3 separate regions of the Cricetulus griseus genome follow, and regions 1 and 2 are each linked to region 3. Evidence: chromatin contacts called from public Hi-C data. All regions are on one chromosome and are shown on one strand. The core of a region is the stretch at or near the end of the contact, and the rest is flanking DNA. Distances in the headings are between cores, read along the strand shown.

Region 1 (2,796 bases), core at 58-2,557, 140 kb before region 3:
CGCGCCCAGAGCTGAATGGAGGGACAGAGTAGGCTTGTGGCACCAGGAATGGAGGAGGCAAACTGTAGTAAGAACCTCCTAGATGACCTGAGTTAGTTGGTCCTGAAACAAGGTGGGGGTGGCGAAGGAACAAAAGCGAAGCAGTGCTTAGAGTCAGTCTTCCTGGGAGCTAGAGGCGTGATTCAATGGTAAAGCGGTAGACCGCATAAGCAAGTCAGTGGCATCTCAGGGCCCCAATTGGTGACAAACTGAATCCCTCCTATTTACACCACCTGCCACACGTGGTTTACCATAATAAGTATCTCTCTGCCCTCAGTGTGGCCTCTGGAGAACAGGGCGAACAAAGCTGTTCAAGCTTGTGTGGTCTCCAGCACCGCACACAGTACGCGCTCAATGAAACTCCCCAGTTCGAGAATGATTGCATTTGGACATTCACGCAAAAATCGAGATTCTTCGGAGCCAAGCGCTTGCTTTTAGCTGGAGCACGTTTCAAAAGGCCTGGCACAAAGTAAGCGCCGCCCTCAAGCACTTGTTGAACCAAACAGAGTAAATCTGCTTCCCTCAGTTCCGCCCAGGCAGGGAGGTCTGGCTTTGGCCAAAGCACCGACCGCGTTGCGGTTACTTTCTTACGTAAGAGTTGGTGAAGCCTCCGCGCCCTTCAGACCCCTCCCATTACAAGGGCGCAAGGGAAAGAAAATGAGCGCAATATTTACAAACACAGGGTTTTGGTGGTCCACTTCAACTTCATCCCTAATCTCCGTTCACCACAAAGATTTTAAAATACCGCTGCAAAGCTCGGTGTGGGGCGCCGAGGGGTGGCGCGCTGTGGGTTTCTGGGGAGGCGTATGGATGGTGTGGATTAGGCCTGCGCACCGGGCACCCGCTCCAAGCCCCTCATACAGCCCCCAGGGCCTTTGCTGTGAGGGTGACAGCGGCCCCTGAAGGTGACTCGAGCTCCAGGCCGTGTCCGTGAGGTCTACGTAGGCTCTGGAGCAGGGAAAGCAAACGGTCCCCTTATCCAGGCCTAACTGCCCGGAGCCCAAGGCCGATCGCCTTTGCAAAGCTCCCCTTCCCGGGTCCCTGCTGCCCGGAGCCCAGAGCCGATCGCCTTTGTAAAACGCCTTTCCCCGGGTCCCAGATACCGGGAGCCCAGGGCCGATCGCCTTTGCAGGGCTTCCCTTCCCGGGTCCCAGCTGCCCGGGGCCCAGGGCCGATCGCCTTTGCAGAGCGCCTCTTCCCGGGTTCCCACCGTCCGGAGCCCAGGGCCGATCGCCTTTGTAAAACGCCCGTTCCCTGCTCTCAGCTCGCGTTTGCAGTGGCCTTACACCCCGGGCGCGGCCACCGGAGCGGAAGATGGCGACGCTGCCCGGCTCCCAGCGGCCGCGAGGGGCCGCGGTGCTGCGCTCACGGCCCGGCCCGAGCGGCTAGAGCGGCGCCTGGGCCCGCGGCCTCCTCCCGCCGCCGCGCCCCGCCCCGCGCCGCCCTCCCGGTCCGGCCGTGCCCCGCGTCGCGCTCCCCCGGGATGGCCCGCGCGCCTCGGCGCTGCGTCTCGGAGCTCTCGGCGGAGCGGCGGCGGCCGCGCTCGGGGGGCGCGCGGCTGCGGCTGCGGCGGCGGCGGCGGCGCGGCGCTTGAAGGGGCCGCGTCGAGCGGAGCAGGGCGCCGCCAACATGTCGGATACGAAGGTAAAAGTTGCCGTCCGCGTCCGGCCCATGAACCGAAGAGGTGAGCCGCTTTCCCCAGCTCCTTTTGCGTTTCTGCTCCGACCGAGGATTGGGAGAGGGGCGGCGAGGGAGGGCAACTTTGCAAACTGCTGGGCGCCTGGGGTCGGGGACACCCGGGTGGCCCCGGGTGGAGGCGGCGCCCAGGCTCCGGCCGCGGCCACTGTGTGCCCGGGGCGCCGTCTCCTTGCTTGCCGGGACTGAGCCACGCGCGCCGGCTGCGGCCGCAGATGCTCCACTTTGCAACGTCTCCCTACCCTGTGCTTTCAGAGCTGGAACTGAACACCAAGTGCGTGGTGGAGATGGAAGGGAACCAGACGGTCCTGCACCCTCCTCCTTCCAATACCAAGCAGGGAGAAAGGTAAATCCCACCCCGCCGGCTCCTGCCAAGTTTGAGCCAGGAAAACCCGAGTGCGCCTTCCCATTGTTAGCAAGGGTGGCTTCAAGTTGTCCCACGCTCATATGAGAAGCGGTTGCAAGTGCAGGGTCTCTGTGTAACCCCTCTTCTTGTCCCCTCGCATCCAGAGCGGTGTCCCCCAGGCAAGGAACCCTGGCCAGAGTCAGCACTCCTGGCTTGAGACTCCCAGAACATGAAGGGACCAAATGGAGCCCTGGAGATGTGTAGCTCAGGCCACATTTTACTGATAGGAAAACCTGTGTCTGAAGCGTGCAAATGACCAACCCAAGGCCTTATTGATGGAGTCCAGCGCCCGCGATTCTTACGCTGGCTCATTTGCCCCCTTTAGCAGAATTGCTTAGGGATGTTGTATGTGAAATGGGGCAGGGAGCCGATAAAGCAAATGCCCTGGTACTAGGCTAGGTCTTTTAAAGTAATTTTGGGTTATTGGAAGTGGTGAGTTGAGATGATGTCTGAAAGTAATGCGGGGAATATTTTTGATTTTCAAGGAAACAAATAGAGCCCTGATCTGGAGCTGTTTAGACACTGGGATGGGGGATGTCTAAAAGGGGGGGGTGTGTGCATTTTCTAGATGGCAAGGCATTTGCATTTGAAAAGTCGTAACTGTGGGATCCTTATTAATTCTGTTGTGTTCTGTGCAACGGTATGGGAAAATGCCG
Region 2 (2,789 bases), core at 254-2,753, 220 kb before region 3:
TGATAAAACATTTTTCTTTGCCAGTGTCAGCAAAGGACTGAGTTCTCTATTTTCTTGGAAGTCTATGGAACAAGAGCGTGAGCAATCATGATCCCGACCTGTAAAGGAGCAGGGATAATAAACTAAATACAGAGATCTGAACATCATAATGGATCCTGAAGATTATAGTGACCATAACTTTAAGGTTGTTCCAAGATATGTCGATCGTCTTTACTTTCAAGTTTTCCATTTTTAAATATTTCTTATAATCATTTATATGCATGTATGTTTGTGCAAGCACATGGAGACCAGAAGGGGACACTGGAATTCCTGGAGCTGGAGTTACAGGTGGCTGTGAACCACCCAATGTGGGTGCTGGGAACTGAACTCATGTCCTCTAGAAGAGCAGCAAGTTTTCTTTACCACAGAGCCATCTCTTCAGTCCCTTTACTTTCCATCTTACCTGAGTCTGGAAGACACTGAAGGAATCACTGGCCTAAACTTACCTATACACTCACAATCCCCTTCACAGCTCTCTGCAACCCAGCCCTCACCCGGGACCATTAGGCCTTTGGCAAGGAGACTCAACCATTTGTCATATAGAACCATATATTTGATGATCAGTGCCAGATAGTGAGAGGTCCTGTAGTCAAACTGCCTGGCTTCCAATCATTGCCAAGCCTGTTCTTCATCCAAGCCACTCCCATTGCCCACGAGGCTTGAATAAAACAATGCATGAAACCACTTCAAAGAATACAGCTATTAACTAACAGTTTTGTTGTTGTTGTTGCTTGTTTGTTTGCTTGAGACAGGTTCTCACTACAAAGCTCTGTCTGGCCTGGAACTCACTATATAGACCACCATCCGAGGCAACTAACAGCTTTTAAATATTCCTTCCAAACAAACCCATTTCACTTGTATTCTTTTGTTTGTTTTGGGTTTTTGTTTGTTTGTTTGTTTGTTTTGGGTTTTTTGGCGGGGTTATGGGAGGATTGAGACACTGTATGTAGCCTAGGCTGGCCTCTAACCACTAGTTTCTGCCTCCACAGTGCTGAGATTTCAGCTACCATACCCAGAGGCGCTGCGAGTGTTAGTTGTCTACCTTCTCACAAGTGTGATAAAACACACCAAAGAAGTTTGCACACCTGACTCACCCACTTGAAGTTATCTTCCTTCATGCATCACTCTCCTTAGTCGACCCATACTAGGGGCCTGTCTTATTCCTGCCCAGCCCTGGCAACCAGCACCCAGCGTAGCTGATTGGCAGCTCTGCTGGGTATCAGCATTGGGAGCGTAGGTTCTGGTGCTCGCCCTGCCACTTACAGGCTCACAGGGAGTGACGTGTCGTGATGATTCCAGGTCTGCGCACGGCGCATGCGAACGACTGCGGCGTGTGCCCGCCAGGGAGCAGCAGCGCTACGCGGGCCAGGCGCTGAGCCCCGCGTCAGAGCGGATGCCCCGCCCCGTGACCGTGACCGTGCCCGAGGGCTGCGCGAGGGCTGCGGCGCGGCGCTGCAGGAGCGATGGGGGAGGAAGCGGCGGGGGTGCGGCCCGAGCTGGTGCGCGAGGCGGAGGTCAGCCTGCTGGAGTGCAAGGTGTGCTTCGAGAGGTTCGGCCACCGGCAGCAGCGGCGCCCGCGCAACCTGCCCTGTGGCCACGTGGTCTGCTTGGCCTGCGTGGCCGCCCTCGCGCACCCGCGATCGCTGGCCCTCGAATGTCCCTTCTGCCGGCGGGCCTGCCGAGCCTGTGACACCAGCGACTGCCTGCCGGTGTTGCACCTTCTGGAGCTCCTGGGCTCCACTCTTCACGCGTCCCAGGCTGCCCTCAGCGCTGCCGCCTGCGCGCCCGGGGTGCTCACCTGTCAGCACGCCTTCGGCGGGTGGGGGACCCTGGTGAACCCCACGGGGCTTGCACTGTGCCCCAAGACCGGACGGGTGGTGGTCGTGCACGACGGTAAGAGGCGGGTCAAGATCTTTGACTCCGGAGGAGGAGGTGCACACCAGTTTGGAGAGAAGGGAGACGCAGCGCATGACGTGAAGTACCCACTGGATGTCGCCGTCACCAACGACTGCCACGTGGTTGTCACCGACGCTGGCGACCGCTCCCTCAAAGTGTTTGATTTCTTCGGCCAAATCAAGCTGGTTGTGGGAAAACAGTTTTCCCTGCCTTGGGGTGTGGAGATCACCCCTCAGAATCTGGCCCTGGTGACCGACGCAGAGGCAGGGACCTTGCACCTGCTGGAAGTAGATTTCCCCGAAGGGGTCCTTCGGAGGATCGAGAGGTTGCAAGCTCAGCTTTGCAATCCCCGTGGGGTGGCTGTGTCTTGGCTCACCGGGGCCATCGCGATCCTAGAACACCCCTGGCCCTTGGGGACAGCAGGTGACAACACAAGGGTGAAGGTGTTCAACTCCACCATGCAGCTGATTGGCCAGGTGGATAGCTTCGGGCTGAACCTCCTCTTTCCTTCTAAAATAACTATCTCAGCTGTAGCCTTCGATCACCAGGGAAATGTGATTGTAGCAGACACCTCTGGGCCAGCCATCATTTGCTTGGGGAAACCCGAGGAGTTTCCAGCCCTGAAGCCCATGGTCACTCATGGTCTTTCTCGTCCTGTGGCCCTGGTCTTCACCAAGGAGAATTCTCTTCTTGTGCTGGACACTGCATCCCACACTATAAAAATCTTTAAAGTGATGGAGGGTAACGGAGGGTGATGGGATCTGAGGCCTGGTGTCATCAGGAGTGAATTGCACCCTGGATGAGTCACCATCACTCATTCGCCCAGGCAGGAATAATGGTAACTGCTTGACAGA
Region 3 (2,700 bases), core at 145-2,644:
CAGCTTCGCCAGCAGCTCTCCCCAGAGAGGCAGCCGCCAAGCATCGTCTCTGACCGCCTGGCTTACAGCAGCCAGACAGCCCAGCAGAAGGTGACCCAGTGGGCTGAGGAGAGGTAAGCATGGGGCCAGACCCTGAGTCAGGATCGGGGCTGTGGGGCTGAAGGGAGGGAGGACATACCTGGAAAAGGGAGACTGTGGGCCCACTTCTGGTTTGGCCATTGGTGTTTCATTTCAGAGATATGTCCTAAGAATGTCACAGTAATGTCAGCTACCATAGACCATCCCCATCCCCAGATCCCTAATCCTTTACCCTTCAGTAGAAATAGTGGCAAAGGAGAAGACTTAGATTGGTGGGCCTTGAGATAGCAGTTTGAATGGTTCTTTAGCAACAACAATCTGAATATGCAGACAGAAGGTAGGGATTTTTTTTTTCTTTTATGTTTTGGTGCTTGAAGCTAGACCTTTCCCCCATGTTAACCATGTCCACTGCCCCTGAGAACACCCCTTGCCCCAACTGTAGATGGGTGGCTTGGCAGCAGCAAAGCAGTAGAGAAAAGTAAGGAGCGTTTGGAAGCTTGTGAGCAAACTGGTTGTGTCTGGAAGTGACTTATAGAGGGATGGAAAGAATTCAGTCTAAAAGCATCAGATTGGGCATGAGAGCGGCAACAAACAGGGTGTGAGGGACGACAACCAGGGCATGTGTATGATGACAACCTGGACATGTAAAGATGACAACCAGACATATGAGAGATGACAACCAGGAATGCTTGGGTTTTGTCCCTACTAGACTTGAACAGGGGGACTGTACCAGGAGTGGCCTGAGGAAGGCAGGTGTTTATAAGGACAATCATATAGCAACTAGGCCTTAATAACACATGGATGGATGGATGGATGGATGGATGGATGGATATGGATGATGGATGGATGGATGGATGGATGGATGGATGGAGGAGTGGAAGGAGGAGGGGAACAAAAGATTGTGGCAGCCCTGGCTGTCCTGGAACAGACTGTTGTAGACCAGGCTGGCCTTGGACTTACAGAGATCTGCTGTACGAGTCCTAGGATTAAAGTCATGCACTACCATGTGCGGTGCCTGGGTGTTTTTGTTGGCTTGTTTGTTTGTTTGTCATCAACTCTCAACCCCTCAATTTTGTTGCCAGCAGTGGTCCCCGATGTCCTCCTGTCTGCAGACAGGAGAGAAAGCTTCCTAAAAGGATTTTGTTGTTGCTGCGGGTATTTGTCATCATTTTCTGGCAGGAACAGAACCCTGGCTTACTTGCACCTGCGTGTGCTTTCTTTTCTTCACCACCACAGGGATGAACTGTTTAGGCAAAGCCTAGCCAAGCTTCGAGAGCAGCTGGTGAAAGCAAACACTCTGGTGAGGGAAGCCAACTTCCTAGCCGAGGAAATGAGCAAGCTCACTGACTACCAAGTGACTCTTCAGATCCCTGCAGCCAACCTTAGTGCCAACAGGAAGGTAGGCATGGCCCTGGGGGATGGGCGAGCAGGATGTAGGCTAGGAAATACTGCAGACTGGAGTCCAGAGCTTGTCTTTGAGCAGGTCCTAAGGGGAGCCGGTGTTGGCTCTCTCTAGAAGCCTTCAAGGTGGTCTATACCCCCTGGGTAAGCATGCTGGGTAAGGAGGGCCCTTAGAGAAAATGGAAGCAGAAGGCGGGGTGATAATTATGCCTGCTTTTCTTTGTGCAAATGCCCCTTCTGCGGTGGGTATATGTGTATGCTTAGTTGTACTGCCTTTCTATGAGCGAAATCTCTAGAAGGAGAAACAGTTTTGAAACCTGCTATTACGCATATGGAACTCCTTGCAGCTATCTGAAGACTCCTATCATTTCAACTTAAAGAAATTTTGCTGTAAGAGAGAAACCCAGAAGAAAATAAATTCTCATCCATTTGTTTTTTTCTACCCAGCCAACTAGCTAGAAAGGAAGTTGAGTGTGCTGAGTGGAGAAAGAGAGAGAGAGCTCAGTTAACCATTTGCTGCTCTTCCAGAAGACCCAGGTTTTGTTCCTAGCACACACATGGTGGCTCACAATTATCTGTAACCTATAACTCTAGTTCCAGGGCATCCCAGATCCCCTTCTGCCTCTGGAGACACCAGGCACACATGTGGTGCACATACATACGTGGAGGCAAGACACACATATACATAAAATGAGAATGCTTTTTTGGAAATTTAAGAAAGCGAATTAGGGAGCATCTTTTAGAAGTTCCAAATCCACAGACATAGGCATGTGCATACCTTCAGGCTGTGTGCAAGGATTCTGTGATAGTCCCTTTATTCTTTAAGATTGATTGATTGATTGATTGATTGATTGATTGAGAGGCAGGGTCTCACAATCCCATGCTGGCCTCAAACTTACTTTGTAGCTAAGGATGACCTGCACCTCTGATCCTTCCATTTTTACATCCCAAATGATGACATTCCAGGCATGCACTATCACATCTGTTTTAGGTAGTGCTGGGAGTATAACTGAGGGCTTTGCGTATGCTAGGCAAGCACTCTGCTAACTCAACCACCTCCCCAGCCCTCACAGTGGCCTTTATGTAACAAAACTTGAAGTACCCTTACCATCGAATAATGATTAGTCAGAATGTGATAAATCTATACAATGAATTCCTATGCTACTATTATAAAAACCACGCTTATGAAGAGTAATCAATGAAAGGCTGTAGACGGAGTTT

What was found. Hi-C and Micro-C count contacts between places; a contact is called where the count stands out from the background.
Region 1: a Hi-C map of liver shows a contact between it and region 3, with 3 times the contacts expected there. The contact joins the promoter of Kif13a here to the enhancer-like site in region 3. A contact is called at or near these places in 2 of 8 Hi-C or Micro-C datasets (fibroblasts and liver).
Region 2: a contact with region 3 is called in a Hi-C map of the CHO-K1 cell line, with 6 times the contacts expected there. The contact joins the promoter of Nhlrc1 here to the enhancer-like site in region 3. A contact is called at or near these places in 6 of 8 Hi-C or Micro-C datasets (the CHK-Q cell line, the CHL-YN cell line, the CHO-K1 cell line and 2 more).

Annotation. Positions count from the first base shown.
Region 1 is chr3:266,640,221-266,643,016 of CriGri-PICRH-1.0, reverse strand. Kif13a (kinesin-like protein KIF13A) reads left to right here and starts at 1,307. Exons shown (of 37, transcript XM_035442953.1): 1 at 1,307-1,723; 2 at 1,990-2,080.
Region 2 is chr3:266,725,620-266,728,408 of CriGri-PICRH-1.0, reverse strand. Nhlrc1 (E3 ubiquitin-protein ligase NHLRC1) reads left to right here and starts at 1,503. Exons shown (of 1, transcript XM_027409995.2): 1 at 1,503-2,789. The coding sequence starts at 1,503. The coding sequence ends at 2,690.
Region 3 is chr3:266,501,370-266,504,069 of CriGri-PICRH-1.0, reverse strand. Kif13a (kinesin-like protein KIF13A) reads left to right here. Exons shown (of 37, transcript XM_035442953.1): 16 at 1-113; 17 at 1,315-1,477. Among named protein-coding and RNA genes, the nearest start is that of Nup153, 72 kb to the right of the region's middle. Within about 2 kb of position 1,394, at least 1 of the 6 cell types and tissues checked has open chromatin away from gene starts, as enhancers often do.